Linked DNA regions of Mus musculus: region 1 is linked to region 2. A link is a contact called in public Hi-C data. All regions are on one chromosome and are shown on one strand. The core of a region is the stretch at or near the end of the contact, and the rest is flanking DNA. Distances in the headings are between cores, read along the strand shown.

The links. A called contact is a pair of places that touch in the nucleus more often than the background predicts.
Region 1: a contact with region 2 is called in a Hi-C map of the N1E-115 cell line, with 4 times the contacts expected there. The contact joins two enhancer-like sites. A contact is called at or near these places in 2 of 39 promoter capture datasets (the 3T3-L1 cell line and cranial neural crest), 1 of 484 Hi-C or Micro-C datasets (the N1E-115 cell line), 4 of 115 datasets of contacts at active chromatin or transcription factors (the NIH/3T3 cell line, differentiating embryonic stem cells, embryonic basal ganglia and 1 more) and 1 of 9 other capture datasets (embryonic stem cells).

The regions. Positions count from the first base shown.
Region 1 is chr12:109,749,561-109,752,425 of GRCm38.p6, forward strand. No RefSeq gene overlaps it. Among named protein-coding and RNA genes, the nearest start is that of Mir3072, 3.1 kb to the left of the region's middle. Within about 2 kb of position 1,506, at least 3 of the 459 cell types and tissues checked have an H3K27ac peak or open chromatin away from gene starts, as enhancers often do. A contact at or near this core is called in the N1E-115 cell line, where this site is marked.
Region 2 is chr12:108,952,458-108,955,336 of GRCm38.p6, forward strand. All of the region lies in intron 2 of Wdr25 (WD repeat domain 25), which reads left to right. Among named protein-coding and RNA genes, the nearest start is that of Wdr25, 60 kb to the left of the region's middle. Within about 2 kb of position 1,519, at least 50 of the 459 cell types and tissues checked have an H3K27ac peak or open chromatin away from gene starts, as enhancers often do. A contact at or near this core is called in the N1E-115 cell line, where this site is marked.

The DNA of each region.
Region 1 (2,865 bases), core at 256-2,755, 800 kb after region 2:
GGTCTCTGTCGTCAGTCCTTGGCTGAAAGCAAACATCCAGAAGCAGGGGTTCACACCTGGATTCCTGGCCCCCTCCCCCCCACACACACACACACTACCAGCCCCATAGTCTGATTCAAGTGCCGGGGACATGAAAAGATACCCTTTTCTATCCTTCTAGGGTCTCATGAGCCCCACCCCCTTCCAGCTCCATCTGTACAAGCTGAACCCCCTAGGGCAGAGGCCAGATCCTGGGATACAGCCTGTGCCCACGCGCCTCTCATTGCTGGGCCTCAGCTTGGTCACGACTCGGCAGGGTTGACTCAGACAGAGCCCGGAGCAGGAGACTCATAAATTACATAATTACCCATGAAACCTGCCGCCACCGCTCTCTCCAGCCGGGAGGGACACGCTCCGCTCAGGCTCTGGCCGGCAGTGACTCACTGTTCTCCCCAGAGCCTCTGCCCGCCCACCCACACAGCCACCTCATCTGGGCTAGCTGGGCAGGAGGAGGGGGACCTGGACTCCATCCCCCCTTCTTCCTGTTGTCAAGACAAAGGCAGGCAGGCAGGCAGCCCCCGTCTTGCTGAGAGGGCTTAGGTGGGGGCACCTGCCCCTCTAGCGTCCCTCTGCAGCCCCCTGGTGGCACTTCTCATAGATGGCTGCTTGTGACACAGGAGGAAACTGAGGCTTGGGAGATAGCCTGTCTCCTGTCCCTCCTGTAAGGTGGCTTTGATTACAGCTAATCAGACCAGCAGAGAGACCCTTGAAGTCTCCAGCTACCCCCATCCCCTTAAGACTTCTAGCTCAGACTTCTAGCTCCTTCCCCAGGTCTCTTAGGTAGAAACTGAGTGCACCTTTGAAAAACAGTTCAAAAATGATCATGCACTTGACAGACATGACAGGCAGAAGGTGGCCTTTCCAACCCACATGGGATAGGGTGAGGTGGGGGGCTCCCCAGCAGAAGGACACCAGTATATAGGAGAAATAGCTCAGCCAGTAAGGTACTTTCCATGCAAGCATAAGGACCTGAGCTCAGAGCCCCAGGACCCATGTAAAAGGGCAGTCACAGTAGTATGTACCTGTACAGTCTATAACCTCAGCATGCTGGGAAGCAAGGACAGAGAGATCTCTGAGCTCAATGGCCAGCCAGCTTAGCCAAGTCAGGAATCTCCAGACTGTGTGTGAGAGAAATGTCTCACACACACACACACACACACACACACACACACACACACACACACACTAAAATCGTGTGGAGAACCATTAAAGTGCCTGCTGACAGGAGCCTGGTATGGCTGTCCCCTGAGAGGCTCTGCCAGAGCCTGACCAATACAGATGCAGATGCTCACAGTCAAGTGTCAGATTGAACACGGGGTCCCCAATGAAGGAGTAGGGAAGAACCCAGGAAGAACAACAAAATCAACCAACCAGATACCCCTCCTCCCAGCTCCCAGGGACTAAACCACCAACCAAAGAGTACACATGGAGGGACCCATGGCTCTAGCTGGATATGTAGCAGAGAGGATGGCCTTATCTGGCTGGCATCAATAGGTGGGGAGGCCCTTGGTCCTGTGGAGACTCGATGTCCCAGCGTAGGGGAATAATAGTAAGGAGGAGAGGGTAGGAGTGAGTGGGTGGTTTGGTGAGCACCCTCATAGAAGCAGGGGGAGGGGGTTGAATGGGAGCTTCCAGAGGAAAAACTGGGACGGGCATAACATTTGAAATATAAATAAATAAAATAACCAAAAAAAAAAGTATTAGTGCCCATGTCTAAGTCAGAGTCTGATTCTCACAACCCACATGGTAGAAGCAGAGAACTGATGTCAGCACACCGTCCTCTGACCTCCTCCGTATGCTTGCTTTGACATGCATGCACACAAGATAAACAAACAAATGCAACGTGAAGATTTGTGAAAGCTCACGGTGATGGAAGGCACCTCATGTCAATCAACCCTGACCTCCACGTGCACGATCGCATGCGCACACACACACTCAATTAGAGAAGAAAGTGGTGTCTGACGCTGGATAGACGGCTCAGTGGCTACACCCATGCCTTATTTCAGAAGACCCAGTTTGATTCCCAGTACCCACATTAAATAAAAATAAGCCCAGCAGCTGAAGAACCTAAGTTTAAAAAAAAATAAACAAAATAAAATGCATCTTTAAAAATAAAGAAATGAATAAGTAGATAAAGCCTGCCTGCCTGACTGTATAGACTTCAGGGCTCTCCTTGTGTTATCCTCCACCGGTATTTCTGGCTTTCTCATCTCAGCCTCAGTTTCCTTAGGTACACATTGGGATCAACTCCATCCTCCTCACAAACAGGATAACTAAGGGGAAATTTTTTTGGCAGTGCTTTAGGCTTTCTTTGACTTGAGGGCTCCCTCCAAGGCTCTTCTTGAGTTGGGCACCCCCTTTAAGGTTCTCATTGGGTTGTGGCTCCCTCCAAAGCTCTTACTGACTTGACAGTTCCACCCCAAATCTCTCACTGAGTTTAGGATACCCTCTTTAAGGTTAATTCATAGACTGTTACAACCCCCACCCCTCAGTCCAGAATCAGACAACAGTGTCCCTTGACTCCTCACGAAAACACAGAGTCGAATTTTGAAGCTTGCCTATATCCGGTGACTGTGCACTCCCAAGCCATCTTCCCAAGATACCCTTCCAAAGTACCCCTAGCAAGGGACAGAAACCCTCAAACAGAAAAGACACTATGCTCCAATCAGCATCTGGGTTCCAACTAAACCTCCTTGGATGGTTCTGGGGGAGCAGGCGATCCCCCAGCGGTAGACCTGGGCCATCAAGAGACCCTCCCAGGCAGATAGAAAGATGGCCCAGTGGTAGAACTATCCAGTGCTTCCTAATACCCTGAGTTCAATCCCC
Region 2 (2,879 bases), core at 269-2,768:
CTCTCTCTCTCTGTGAGATCTGCCTGCCTCTGCCTCCCGAGTGCTGGGATGTGGGTCTGACTCTTAAGCTCATTCTTCTGAAGCCAGTTTTTAGCACAGTTGACTAAGAAGGCTCAGGCCAGTGGCTTTACATCATGTTTAGCCTTTTTTAATCTTCTAGCCACCCCATAAAGTTCCATACATTTTCCCTATCTTATATCTAAGAAAAGGAAGACTCAGAGAGGTATAGTATGAGGCTTAGGGCCACACAGCTGGTAACAGGCAGAGCTAAGATTTGAGTTCAGCATAGTCAGTCTTCTAAATTGTAGTTACTTCAAGCACCTCTCTTGAGGCCTGTGCTTTCTGGCTCGTGATCAGGTTACCCTGCTCTGAGACAGCCCAGCAGTGTGGCATGGAGCAGTGGGCCAGAGCCTTCTTGGGCACTTTCTGACTGTGTCCTAGGAAGGTGCCACTTCTCCTCTTGCCCTTTACTTGCTGGTGATGTATGGCATGACATCATCTTGGGTGGTTGCTGGTTATAAGTAGCATGTGTAAGCCATGGCTGTCATGCATTGACTCAGGCAGATACTCTCAACATGGAGGCTCTGCCTGGGCATCCCTGGCTGGTCAGGTTCATCCACGGGTCCCATCTCACATGTATATCACATGGCTGGCTGCCAATAGGATTGAGTGAATGGCAGCCTGGCACAGTATGTACCACCATTGTAGCCATTCATGAGATCTTAATGCTTAGGAAGGAGCTAGGCCTGCCAGCAGTTGAGGGAAGCTGTCAGAATAAAGGTTTGCCTGTCTCATGAAAGCGAACTTGTAAACCTAATGACTGCTGGGCTGTGGAAGAAGTGTGTCATCTGGGTTTCTCACTTGCAACAGAACTCTCTGGAAGGACAGTTGGCATCTCCCCGTTGCCGTGTGGGGGTGGACACGTTTTATGTGACAGCAAGGCAAGAAAGCTAACAGTGATCTCTGAGGAGTTATGCTCAGCTTAACCCTTTGAATTGCTACAGCTTTAACATCAGCTCCGGGAATACTCGCAGATATCTCTCGCTGTCCGTGTTCTCTCTGAAAATACAAATGACTTGAATGTCTGAGGATTTGGTAAAGCATTGGTGTTAACAGGGATAGTCAGAGTGTGCTCAGGTGCTGGGGGGAAGGTGGGAAGTTTGTCCCAGGGCTCAGATCCATGTCTCCGAGACAGGACTCCGTGTGAAGAGCTGTATGTAGAAAGCTGTCCTGTCCTGTTCCTGTCACGCTACTCTTTGATAGAATGTTTAATTGAGGCAGGTTTTCTGAGAGCATTGTTTGAAGTAACTCAGGGGTAGAAGGTAGTGTTTCCCCCCGGGATTCCACTTCCTGCTGCACATTGAAGGCAGTTGTTGTAGGCAGTGTTCTGATGCATTTGCTCCTGCCCAGTAGAGCACTCCAGGATTCCTTGGCTGCGAACCCCTCCTACTCCAGTGGAGACCAGCAGCACTCAGCCAGCCCTTTTGGCTGTGGGCAGCAGGGTGGCGCTAGACACCTGGCTTTTAGTCCCCAGGAGGCTTGCCTCTCCAGGCTGTTCTGAGCTCCTGTTTTGTGTTAGCTGTAGAATGGGGCCCCATAATGAGGTTGGGGGGTGGGAGCAGGGAGAGGCTGATGAGCCTGATGCAGAAGCTGTGCCCTGTGGGGACCTGTACTGAGCTCCACAGGAGAAGAACTCCACTGCACAGACAGGCGTGCTGCGTGCTGCCCGTGTGGGGGAGCCTGGCGCTTCCCCAGCAGGTGTCCTCCTTCAGATGGACTTGGAGCCTTGTCCCTAATGTTTATTGCCTTTCTTCTTTAGGGATAGCGATCTGCAGGTCAGGCTTATTTGCGAGATCCATATTACTTCTGATTATTTATGAATGGATTGGCCAGGGGGAGGCAACCAACTCGATTAATTCATCAGTGAGGCAGCTGGAAGGACCTGTGACAAATAGTGCAGGCTGTCATTTGGCCAAAGATTGTCTGTGCTGGGATTGTTCCCCCAGGATAACCATGATGACAAACATAATTGACATTTTTTATTAACCCTGAAATGATTAAAGATGCTGTTGCTGAATTTGTGTCAAAGTACCCAGTCCCTGGCATTTTGAGAGGACTCGGTGTGGGGCCAGTAAACAGCCTGTGCTTACTTCCTGTTCATCACTTTAATCAGCCAAGGCAGACAGACAGAGCCCTGCCTGATTTGGTCCTGAAACCAGGCCAGAGACAAGACTCTGTTTTCCAGAACTCTCTGGCATCACCGTCATGAACACACAGGAGGCACTCTGTTCAACAGTCTACTTAGTCATTGGTTAGCAGATTCTGACATTCCAAGGTGTGGGCTTGGGGGACTTTCCCTAGGAGCTGCAGTGGCAGGTGGAGGCACAGGCAGATTTGGATGGGGGGCTATGTGCTGTTTGGGGGCAGGATAGACTGTCAGACTGAGTGGGCGAGGGAGCCGTGTGGGGGGCAAGTGTAAAGAGTAAATTTTGGTTAATGTATAAATGAATGGATTTAATTACATTTTATATGTGTATATCATTGTACTTAGCTCCTATCTGATCCCTCCCTCATTTCCCCTGGTCTCTGGGTCTCCCCCCCCTCCCTCCCCCTCTCCCTCTCTCCCTCCCCCTCCCCCTCACACACATACTTTAAGTGAGGTACAGTGGTGTGCTCTTTAATCCTAGCTGTCAGGAAGCAGAAGCAGGTGGATCTCTGAGTTCCGGTCAGCCAGGACTATATGGTAAGATTCTATCTAAACAAACAAACAAACAAACAAACAAACCAGAAGCACCACCACTACTACCACCAAGAACAACAACAACAACAAAAAACCCATCAACAACAAAACTACAAAGAAAACAAAAGCCAACCCCCCC